Linked DNA regions of Ovis aries: region 1 is linked to region 2. Evidence: chromatin contacts called from public Hi-C data. All regions are on one chromosome and are shown on one strand. Each heading gives the region's core, a stretch centred on a gene start, on an enhancer-like site or on the middle of the called end of the contact. The rest is flanking DNA. Distances are from core to core; before and after follow the strand shown.

What was found. Hi-C and Micro-C count contacts between places; a contact is called where the count stands out from the background.
Region 1: a Hi-C map of hypothalamus shows a contact between it and region 2, with 2.9 times the contacts expected there. The contact joins the enhancer-like site here to the promoter of LOC121816219 in region 2. A contact is called at or near these places in 3 of 16 Hi-C or Micro-C datasets (hypothalamus, omental adipose tissue and tail adipose tissue).

Annotation. Positions count from the first base shown.
Region 1 is chr1:141,858,269-141,864,464 of ARS-UI_Ramb_v3.0, forward strand. It overlaps a transcript of LOC121816219 not described here. Among named protein-coding and RNA genes, the nearest start is that of USP25, 280 kb to the right of the region's middle. Within about 2 kb of position 1,988, at least 9 of the 54 cell types and tissues checked have an H3K27ac peak or open chromatin away from gene starts, as enhancers often do. A contact at or near this core is called in hypothalamus, where this site is marked.
Region 2 is chr1:141,788,760-141,795,573 of ARS-UI_Ramb_v3.0, forward strand. It overlaps LOC121816219, which reads right to left and starts at 2,752. Exons shown (of 5, transcript XR_009600797.1): 1 at 2,644-2,752.

The DNA.
Region 1 (6,196 bases), core at 738-3,237, 69 kb after region 2:
CTGATGGGCTACAGTCCACAGGGTTACAAGACTTGGACATGACTTAGTGAGTAAGCAACAACAACAGATTGACTAATATGCTATACAAGAAACATGTGTGTGTGAGTGCTAAGTCGCTTCCGTCATGTCTGACTCTTTGCAGCTCTATGGACTGTTGCCCACCAGGCTCCTCTGTCCATAGGATTCTCCAGGCAAGAATACTGAAGTGGGTTGCCAGGCCCTCCTCCAGAGAATCTTTGTAACCCAGGGATTGAACCAGCATCTATGCTGTCTCCTGCATCAACAGGCAGATTCTTTACCATTAGCACCACCTAAGAAGCCATACAAGAAAGATAGATGACAATACAATTAGCTCTTAATTAAAAAAAAAAAAAAAAGTCCCTCAAAACTAGTGATACCACATGGAAAACAAATGTTTGAAGAAAGCTAAAACACTAGCAGGAAACTAAGAAGTGGGACATGAAATACAAAGCAAAAGAGATGAGCAGATAGGAGAAAAGTGAGAGTAAAGCCACATAAAAACATCCAGTAAAGATTTAAAATGATCTAGAACATAAGGTATTATTTTTTAAAAAGATAAGTAAGGGGTCCACATAAGGCATTTCCTTACAACTTCAAAGCTTTATCATAGTTAGGCCATCAAGGTTGAACACAAATAGAAATATTCTAAGTGATTCTCAGAAAATAGATATTCCTTAACATCTAGGTCAAGAATGAGAGCTCTAAGCATTTTGATGAGAAAAATGATGACCCAGATAATAAATTATTCCATCCACCATTCATAATAAACAGGATAGTCTTAGCCCTTCTAAGTCAAAGGACACTATATTCATCATTCCAGCACCCCATGCACAGGGGGTCTGAGAGAAAGAGGGAGTAGAGATAGAAACCATCAGGGCTTGATCAAGCCAGAAAAAGACATGCAATAAACTATTTGCAAGAAATATTTCAAACAAGAATAAACACTCTTACTCCATAAATAGTTCATTCAAGTTAATTTAAAAAAAAATTAGCCCTCTAAAATATGACTAAGGAATCATAAACTCTTTCTATAAGTACCAGAAATTAAACATTGTAGCCTTTGATGGTCATACAGTCCTATCAAAACTACTTGTTCCTGCTGTTGTAGCAAGAAAAAAAAACATATTATAAGGAAATTAAGGAAATGAATGGGCCTGTTGTATCTCAATGAAACTTTATTAACAAAAATAAGTAGAGGTTGAATTGGCCTGTAGCCCACAGCTTGCCAACCTGTGCTCTAATAAGGAAAAAGGGCAAAGAATAGTAACAAAAATATTTAAATAAACTGGTCCCAAAAATAGTAAACCATATTCAACAATACTAGTCATCAAAGAAATGTAAAGGAAAACAATGAAATCCTATTTTTCCTTACAACATTATGGATTAAATACCATGATACATGGCTAGAAGGTGGAAGCGCATATCGACACAAATTTCACAGACTTTCTGAAGGTCAAATGCATATGCAAATATAGATAGAGAGACACACATACATTATACACACACACACACACATACATATATATATATAGACAGAGAGAGATGGGAGGATGGGGGAACCATAGAATTAGAATTAGCACTTTTTACTAAGGATGTGTGGTGATTGGTTTGAATTTTAAAACTCTAGTACAAAAGCTATCTATAGATGAATCCAGAATGAAACTACTTCCGAATAGCCATAATGATTTACTTATGTACTTATATCCACTTTCCTAGCCCCATTATTTACCTGGATGATAAAAAATGGTAAGAAGTGGGAAAAGTCATATAACCTCTCTATTGGTTACAGTATTTCTTAATGGCAACCTGAGGTCTCCTACTCAGTCTCCCTGTATCACATTCTTTCATCTCATGGATTGAACAACTTTCTAGAGAAACAATATTAAGAAATAGCCAGACACATACTTCTACCCTCTATGAGGGTAAGACGTCTACCCTCTATGAGGGATCCTAATATCCCTCTCTGTCTACGGGTCCAACAATCCCTGCCTGAAAATATTTCCCTAGCATGCTTGACGGAGAAGGCAGTGGCACCCCACTCCAGTACTCTTCCCTGGCAAATCCCATGGATGGAGAAGCCTGGTGGGCTGCAGTCCATGGGGTCTCTAAGAGTCAGACACGACTGAGCGACTTCACTTTCACTTTTCACTTTCATGCATTGGAGAAGAAAATGGCAACCCACTCCAGTGTTCTTGACTAGAGAATCCCAGGGACGGGGGAGCCTGGTGGGCTGCCATCTCTGGGGTTGCACAGAGTCGGACACGACTGAAGGACTTAGCAACAGCCGCAGCAGCAGCAGCATGTTTGAACTGTAAACATAATAATTACAAAGATCTTTGGGTGTTATATAAATGAAAACTTCACTAAAAGGAAAGTAAATAATCCTCACTGTCAAATGTCACAAACAAAAATTTGAAGTGAAACAGTCACCCATGATGCCAGAAATTAGAGATAAATACAGTAGGTATTGTGAGGTATATTATCCCCATTATATACATATATATGGATGTGTTTACCAAACCAGGATCTGCCAAACTATTTCACTTAAAACAATATAAATAATTTTAATGTACATGAGCTCATTCACTTTTAACCACATTGCATTTTACTGGGATATATGCACAACAATTATTTATGCAGCCTTGTGACAGACATTTAGATTGCAAAATTATTTTCACTGTCATACACTCTAACATGAACATTTTAGTCCACATATTTGAGTGAGCTTGCCCAGTTAGTCCCCTTAGGGAAAATTCCAAGAAATGCAATTTTTCATGTTGAAGAGTATTTAAATTTAACATTTTACATTATATTAATAAATTACCCTCTAGAAAAGTTGTAACAATTTACTCTCTCTCCCAGTGTCCAATATGAGCTTGTTTAAATAAATTATGGTATTTCCACAGACTACAATCCTGTGTTGAAAAAATTAATGACGTGGCAAACTACGCATAGGGCTATATCAAGTAAAACAAGGCACAGGATCAAGCAGATCACTGATATTTCACTACAGACATTCTATATGTGGAGGAATAGATACAAACATATATATGGCAGAAATTGTCACAACTGAGGGAGAGAACTAGAGTAAATCTCTAACATTTCTTTAAAACTCTCATATTTATTTGTTCAGTTTCCTAGAATTTCTGCTTATTTCATTTGCAATCTGAAAAGCAATATGCTAAGAAAATATTGTAAATCTCAAAGCTGAAAAAACAAGTCTTCACATATCCTGCAGGTCATCTAATGTTAGACATACACTTGCATAACAGCAAACTCCTAGTGAGTGCTCGGATCTGGAATGTTTAAACATACGGCACTGAAATGCTTTTGCCCAACAAAGAACTTGCTTTAACTCATGAAAATCTTCATGCCTCATAGCAAGAAGGATAAAACCTTTCTCTTCTCCACTGAGAAAACAAATAGAATGAACTGTGAGATCCCTGAAAACAGAAAACTATCTCTTCGAACGAGCTGTAAGTCCCTGGCTGCAGGCATTTTGGAAAGCATTTTGGAGCGGAACAAACCATTAATAAAGACTCAGTACTTACACTGACCTTTGAGCAATTCCAGATGTAGACATGGAGAATTTTCCACAAATAATAAAGAAGGGTCGGCTACAAGAAGTGACAGTCCCGAGCAGGCTCGCAGGAGGTTAGAATTACATGGGACACTGAAAAGAGACTCAGCAGAAATGAAACAACGCACAAAGAATGCACATCCTTGACCAAACATAACCAGAGATTTATTCTCTCATAAGAATTTTCACCAGCTCCTTAGTGCAGAGGAAATATAGACTATATTATATTTTCTGGATATGATTAGTTTCATCAGTCTTTATAATACACTTATTCTCCATGCTATGACTATGCTAACTTTTTATACAGAGTAACTCATTTAGTCCTCACTAAACCCAACCTGGTAGACTGTTATTCACATTTTACAATTAGAAAAATGAGGCCCAGAAATTTAGGGAACTCGGCCGAAATCATGCTTCTCGAACAGAGGTCAGCCAGCTTTTCCTTAAAGGACCGGAGAGTAAATACTGTGCTTGCCGGTCACAAGGTGTCGGTCACAGATACTCAACTCTGTTGCACAGAACAAAAACACACAGAGACAATATTTCAAGGAGTGAATGTGGCTATGTTATAGAAATGGGTGGTGGGTCCACTGGCTGTGGTTTACCTAGAATGTGGGAAAACAAGATTGAAACCCAAGTCTATGTATTTAATAACCAAACTGCTATACAATAATATAGCAATAATTGATATAAATGTGGATCTACGCCCATAGTATGGGTTCACTCATTTTCCAATATTCATTTGCCTCTCTGTACAGTGCTGCTCTCAAAAATCTGATCGGTTAGTAGGAATTGTCACTTACTGTGATTTTGTGAGTAGAAAGATTTGGATGCCCTGAGAGCATAAATAAGACACGTAGCACCTACTTTGTAGTTAAACATGGATTTAACAACATTATATTAGGAGAGATGTGCAGATCTGAAATATGGGCAGTACTCACCTTCTAAAATGGAAAAATAGGAGATGACTCTGGGTCCTTTATAAAATATGACGATATTTAGTTTAACAAATCTCTGTATTTTTTAATTTCAAACTTATTAGTGAATTTGTCTCATAAGTATAATGATATTGGGCAATATAGCTACATCCATTACAAGTTGTTCAAAACCCAAAATTGTGAAGAAAGGTATTTCAATCACATTTAGTTTTTCTTATGTTTATAATGTAGCAATGAAAATTAATTAACAGATTGAGTCAGTTGTTTGATTTTTTAGTAGTAGATCTTCACCAGAATTTAAGAGCCACATCCATGAATACAGAATGAGCAAAGATGATATAATATTCCTAAAATAATTGAGAAGTTACAAACTCTGGGAAAGAGAATGAAAAGTCAGAAAATTTATGCTTCAGTCTTAACATTACTATGGGCCAGTCATTTGACCTTCAACCAACTCTTTCTAAATCTGAATCTTCTTTGGAAAAATAGTAGTCATATCATCTGTTATCATTTGAGGGTCATTGTGAAATTTATATGAAACAAAATCCATAAAGTTATCTTATAAAACACTGTATTCATTAAGGCAGTCTTCTAAGACTTGCAAACTGTTTTTACAAAGAAAAAAATATTTATTTTATTTTTTCTTTATTTTACAGACCTGTCAATATCAATAACCTCAGATATGCAGATGACACCACCCTTACGGCAGAAAGCAAAGAATTAAAGAGACTCTTGATGAAAGTGAAAGAGAAGAGTGAATAAATAGGCTTCAGATTCAACATTCAGAAAACTAAGATCATGTCATCTGGTCCCATCACTTCATGGCAACTAGATGAGGAAACAATGGAAACAGTGACAGACTTTATTTTCTTGAGCTCCAAAATCACTGCAGATGGTGACTGCAGCTGTGAAATTAAAACATGCTTGCTCATTGGAAGAAAAACAATGACCAACTTAGACAGCATATTATAAAGCAGAGACATTACTTTGTCAGCAAAGGTCTATCTAGTCAAAGGTATGGTTTTTCTAGTGGTCATGTATGGATGTGAGAGTTGAACCATAAATAAAACTGAGCAGTGAAGAATTGATGCTTTTGAACTCTGGTGTTGGAGAAGGCTCTTGACAGTCCTTTTGACTGCAAGGAGATCAAGCTAGTCCATCCTAAAGGAAATCAGTCCGAATATTCATTGGAAGGACTGATGCTGAAGCTGAAACTCCAATACATTGCACACCAGATGCAAAGAACTGACTCATTTGAAAAGACCCTGATGCCGGTAAAGAAGAGAAGGGGATGGCAGAGGATGAGATCATTGGATGGCATCACCAACTCAATGGACATGAGTCTGAGTAAGCTCCGGGAGTTGGTGATGGACAAGGAAGCCTGCAGGGCTGCAGTTCATGGGGTCACTAAGAGTCAGACACGACTGAGCAACTGAACTGAACTGAATCCCTTTCACCAGAAACAGAAAGTAGAGACCCAGAGTTCAGAAATTTTGCCAGTCCATCATTGTGAGAAAAAAGAGTAAACCCATAATCCTATTACCATTTTATTTTTTAAGATCTTTAAATTTTTTTTCCTTACCATTAGTAATCACTAACATTTCTAACTGTTCAGTTCAGTTCAGTCACTCAGTCGAGTCCGACTCTTTGAGACCCC
Region 2 (6,814 bases), core at 1,502-4,001:
GAAAAATAATGCAACAACCATTTACTCTGAGCTTCATAGTAAATGGCCAGTGAAATGAAAGACATAAAACTGACAAGGCAAAACTGATATCGGTGGTGTCACGGCAGTGATTGTTGATGATAACAACAGTAACTGGAACTTGTAAACCCTCCGTCTACAATTTACAATGCAATTTTAACTTATTAATTAGAACATTGATTTAAAACTTAGAAGCACAATATTATCCTTAGAACTAGAGACGGTGGGATGAATTCAACATGTCTCTGGCCCCAAGGGGCTTTCAGTCTAGTGGGAAAGACAGGCGCACACGTGGCCCTATAGCAATGTTGACTGCCACACACCCAATAATGGAAGCACAAAGAGAATGACGGAGAAGTGAGAGGTTCTGGCCACAATGACTTGGAAAGATTTCACAGAAGAGGGAATGCTTAACCTAGTGCCTGAAGCAAAGAAGGATTCAGATATCTAAAAAAAGGCAGGGGTGTGTAATGGAGGAGTATTCCATACAACTCTATGCTGCCAGTGTATTGAATTTTCACAGATAAGGAATAACAGAGATGAACATTATCGGATCAAGGTCAGAACAAGAGAAAGAATCAGAGCCGTTCCTTGAACTTTTCAGTCCTGGGTCAAATGGTTCCCGCTTTATCACATGGCTTCCTTTCTGATTTAGGGCAAGATTTCTCTGCCCTGACAACCATCTCCACCCTCCATTTATTCTCCCATGCTGCCACACCCTTTGTAGGATGTTGCTAGGATGTCCAGAGAAAAACACAGAGGCAGCCATGTCTTCATAAAACATTACATTTCAGCTTGTGTCTCAAAACCAAATGAACACATTGAGGTCTATCTGGAGGTGCCCTTTCCTCACCATTCTCCAACATTTCAAAGGACTGGGAACTGTGTTTTGCCACATGGCAGGCTCAATAAAGCTGTGTTCCATTCCTCTACACCTTCCATTTTTCTCCTTCAGTTTTGTCAAATGTTCCCAATTCCAAGAAATTGTAATTCAGAATGTGGGGGAGGTTACAGAGTTTTGGCTCAGGAGGTCGTGCAGATGTTATTGCTTAAGGAAGACGATCATGATCGCCTATGTGAGTAATGGCTATAAATCGGCTAGGAGCCAAAAGTTCTCTTATAGCAGAATGTATAAACCATTCTCCTACTGAAAGAAGACCCCCAGTAGGATAATATATTATTACACATGATTCAAATTATAGGATCTGCAGCAGGGGAGCTCATGACTGATTCAGGACAGTCGCTCCCTGAATACTGATGATGGGATGATGGAATGCCTCATGAATTAAAAGGGCCGTGGTTTAGTGTCTAAATCCTTCATATGCTTTAAAAAGTGTCTCTGCCTATCACTGTATTCTTTAAGCTTCTTAAACGAGTCATGTAGTGTTATGAAACCCTTGTCGATGTTTTTAAAGTTCCATGTCTTTGAATACTTATATTCAAAGTATTCTTTAAAAAAGAAGACAATGACACTATCTTCTCTGCTAAAAAACTGTATCCCTTTAATGCCAATATGCAATAAAGATATGGTTTACGAGAAATCGCATTTAAGTGTGACCCAGTTTCCGCTCTTTGGGATTCTCTAAAGCAACCTGAAAATCTTCACATGCCACATGTTCTGGGCTTTTTAAGTTAGCTATAGAACAAATAAGTTTATCTCTGACAAACTAAATAGAAATGTACAAGACAAAATTGTGTTTCCAAAGGTTTCCTGCTGATTAAATGTACTAATTCCTAAATATTATTTATCTTGCTCTATTTTGGTTATATAACAAAGCAATAAATTTGCTAAAGATATTACTTTGGGAATGGAGATCAGGCATTTTTATAGAAACACTAAGGCAGATGTTAAATATTACACATTCTGAAAAACAAATGGCTGTGATATATTCTGAAATAATATGTGAGCTCGTCCCTTAACTTCTTTTCAATTGGTCCTTGCAGTCTGTTTTTCTCGTAAATGGATGCAAATCAGGTGCATTGTGCTAAGATGCGAAGAGAGAGATTTGTCCAGAAATGACCTCAGTTCTATTCATTAATAAAATGACACATTGGCTGAGAGCAGTAAAGAATAAAATATAACAAGAGTGAACTTTCCTCCCTGTAACAGAGGCACATAAGCGATTTTTGGATAAAGCACTGTATGCAAAAATGACCACTGCAGCACAAAATCTGGACACGTTAAAGGAAGCTCTAAGATGCAGATTTCTTGGAAAAATTGCAACTTCCAAGGCAATGTACCCACTTATTCTCCATTACCTTACACAATCCTGAATCCCAACTTGCCAAAAGCATGCTGTTCCTAAGAGGGGAGTGAGGTCAGATAAAATAAATGTTTAATTTCTTCTAAGATTTTTTTTACAAGAAGGTAATTTGGCAAGGTCAAAAAAAAAAAAATAGAATTGCACCCAGAATCACTTCCAGTGACAGCAGACACCCATGGAGGGAGAAAAAGAAGGTAGAAGCTATCAGAGAGAATATAGCCACATTTTTGCATAGCGGTTTAAATTATGCCAGCAGAATAATTAATGGAAGGACCTAATACAGGGAAGGGGGGGTTACAGGAAAGAGGGGAGGCTATGTTAAACAAAGTTCATTACTGCATGATGTAAATGAGTTTCTCACCAGTGATGTCACTGATTGGCTGAGCTGCAGAGCTGGCTTCGAGCATGGCCGGATTGGCTGCTAGCTCTTCTGGTGCCTGCCTGCTTGGGCAGCGGTTGAACCAGATACTTTCTGTCTCTCTTGTTGTCGTTTGAAGCAAATCTTGTTCAGCCCAGCTGTGTCTCCATAGTAGTGGCACCCTAAGAGAGTCTCCCTCCTGCTTCCCACAGCCCGTCTGTGAGGCGGTCGCTGCTGTGAAATACCAGCACTTGGCACCAAGCCCAGACAGCGTTCTCAGATCCATCTATAACACACACATACAAAAAGAAAATTTTTTTTAAAAAAAGCAGTTCTTTCATCTGAATTGCATCCTAAGGAGGATTAAGAAGGCTTCTATTGCTACTGATTTGTGTCCTTTCAATTTGATGGCTAAAATAGTTTTTGAAACACAGTATCCTCTCATCTGCAGTAGAACACCATTGGTTCAAATGAGTTAAAAAAAAAATAGGAGGGAAACCCCCTCTCCCATGTTTACCTTGATTACTGGAAAATAATTCTTCATTTCCCTCCTAAGCACCGTAACTGATGTTTATGGTCCCCTCCCAGAATTTTAAACTCTCAGCAGATTTCTAATTATATCCGAGTCATTATTTTCAGGTTAAGACAAGGGGTCTTAATTAGCATTCTCTTTTAGCTATGCGAAATGAGACAGGGCATGAAACAGAAACGATCTATAGAGAGGCAGAGAGAGAGAGAAAGAAAAAAAAAATCTGTGCAGCTTTTACAGTTGAGCTGACACCCCCGCCTTCCCCACTCTCCCTCCACCCCCTTGCAAAAAAAGAATGCAGTCATATGAACTTTACCAGACAATGGAGTACCTACAGGCTCTCCCCTAGACAAGTCCTTTATAACCAGCCAGTGCTATGTGCTGCAGACAGTGGCCAATCGGCAGGCTCCTTTCTGCAGCAGGGACACAATAGGTGCATTGGCCACACTGTCCTCCTAGCCCCTGACAGCAGTTCAGGTTCATTTATTGTACACTGGAAGGCACATATGTCTTTAATAGTCACTGTGAAATTATCAGTGAGGCTGTCTTTATTTCACCATAATTACATCAACCTAATCACTGCGCACAAGCTGCAATAGCACTGTTTGCACAGAGTGGCGCATGGGCATGCAAGCCGGAAAAATATGCATGAACATGCTTGCTTATTTCAATAATAAAATCCTCCAATTATTTCTTTCCCAGAGCTTAACGCTTCTTCCAAAACACTCTAGTGGATATAGTCTTCACTTCTTCTTTTCAAAAGAAAAAAAAGTGCAGATACATTCAAGTGTGTGTATGTGTACATGCATACGTGTATAATTTAAACACTATTTTAGCCATTTATAGGGCAGTAAGGTATAGGGGTTGAACCTAGTCAGCAAATAAAAGGTTACTGAGGATCTAAGGCATGAACCCCTTATCACTAGGCATTAGAGCGAAATAATAAGTGAATCTGCACTCATCACCGTAGTCACACGTAGAAGCCGATTTATTTGGAGTCCAACTGTCATGAGCATTTGCATATGTAGCATTTATGTATCTCCATGTTACATAATTACAGCGTTTTGGGCATCAGTGACTCAAAATGCTTGAAAAACAAAAATCTTTGCTTTTCCTCTGTTAGTCGAACAGAGGTGGGTACAGTCTGAAGCGGGAAACGCCCGTAATTTTTTTTATTTTATTTTATGCATGTTCCATTTACATATTCATGAACAGAATAGTTGTTATGACAGCTGATTCTGCAGCAGGAGATGAAAAGGCAGGATTCAGCACACAGAGTGTATTCATTTTGAGGGGGAGAGTGGCAGCATATGATGACCAGGAAGAGAAAATAGTTAGGGCTTCATTTGGGAGTTACCTCATTATATAATAAAAGATCTGAGTAGACGACCTATCAAAAAATGTATAACAAACCTAGGAGGTAGAAGCAATTTGCATTGCTCATGGCCATTCAGTCAGGCACACTGTAAAGAAATAAGCATTTTGAAATGGAAATTTCTGGCTCGAATCTTTGCAGGTAAATAAAATTGCATATTGTTTTCTGGCTACTTAGAAGATTCCTAAAATGGAATGTGCTCAGCAGCTCTGTATTTCTCATTATTTTATAATTTACATACTTCTTGTTCCAAAATCAAAATGCTAAACTTTAAGCACTGATTATAGTCTAAGATAGAATTTTACCAAATTTTACCTAAGTTGCTTATATATTTTTATTTTTACCTTATGATTCTCTAATCAAGAATAGAATTCATCATCACAGGGGGCGTATTTGGAGAAAGTAACTCATCTATTTCCATATAGATACATGTATATAATACATATTCATCCCCACTACAGAGAAAGAATCCCACTAATGTTATTTTTATTGACATATTTTATCATCCCATTTTTATTAATGTTCGCAAGATTTGTATTATAAAATGTATTCAAGTTTATTTTGCATTTTGTAAGCATGTGTATGTGTGTGTGTGTGTGTTTTTAATACAGCTCTTCTATCTACACTTTCCCAAAATCTAGTTTTGGTAGGAGAGATAAGTGAGGCAAATTCCTAAGTAGACCAGTAGGAGACCACAAGACTCAATTATAAAAAAACAAAAATAATATAAGAAATGACTACATCTATAATTCTGAACTGCTATATACATTGAAATCAAAACACCTGAAATTAAAGGCATAATTTGGTTACTTGATATATAAAGTAAGATGTTTTTTCTCTAAGTGATTGCAGGAAAACTTAAGAAGCTACTTGCAACATTTTATTGATGGTTTTCCTATAAAAGATAGTCTTTCTAAATCTTCAAGAAAAACATGAAGATTTCCTGGTAATCAAATTAAGATATGTAGACTTCTACATCTGTCTATCATCCCTTCCTCCCTCCCTCCTCTCCTTCTCTCTCTCTCTCTCTCTCTCTCACACACACACACACACACACACACAGACACACACACACAGAAATAAACATATATAAAATCATGACTGTCCTTTTATTATAAGAATTTGCAATTCTTTTAGTTTTCTCAATTTTTGGTCTCTCACTGAACAAAAAGCTTATGAAAGTCCAAATGGAAAAAAGGTAATACTTAATTGTTAGTTATCCCTATTGCTAAGTAAAAATCAAACAGGGGAGAAGGTTTCATAATATCACATACATTTAGATTCCACTAGCACATAGAACACATTTGGAAATTCACTGTTATACAAAGGATTTTGATGACAATGCTAATTTTAATAACAAGATTAGTTAATAGTCCATATCTGACTCCCTTAAACAAATAGATTTGCAAACAATGACCACTAGAAATAAAAGAGGCCTTCCTTAAGTACTACAATTCATTAAACCACACAGGGTTCCTACTCCCTGTTATAACATTCTGTCATAGTTTGAATTACTAGATATATATGAAAACAATATTACATTTTTTATAGTATTTTAGTATTACACTTTACTATTCTTCTCACATCTCAAATACAAAATGCAACTAGGAGCTATTAGCATACTACCCAAACCAAAATAACTGCAATAAAATCTTATTTGGGATCATTGTACTAGAAAACTTGGAATTAAGCTATACCTTAGAGATTGAATCCATTCATTTTAGACATGAGACTAAAGAAAATTAGTAACTACTTAATGTATTTCCACCCATTACTTTGCCATCCTACATTAAAAATATGGTTCTGACCTGTTGTCAAGATATTCTTAATTAGTAGAGTTTTACCAAAGATAGGGAATTTATGGCTTCTTCACATAAGATCAAAGACATGCATTTATAAGATAATGTATGGAGCCTGCCATCTGTTTTCCCACAATGGAATTAAACTAACTCCTTTATAAAGATCAAAAGCATAACCTTAGACTTATAATCATGATTTCACCAAGAGTCAACTCAGCACAAATTGGCTGTAAGAATGTAAAATAACAGCCAATCACATTAACCTTATAAATAATAAAGGGCATTCCATATGTAGAGCCAACTTAGAGATGTGAAAATAATATGTTAAAGAGTAACTTGTCAGTCTCCTGATGTGACTCATTCTCATTAAAAAAAATAATCCATTTTAATAAGTATGGGAAATATTCACAGTATAATCAACATTAAGAAACCACTGTTTATGTCTTTGTCAACACAATGACAAGCATCCAT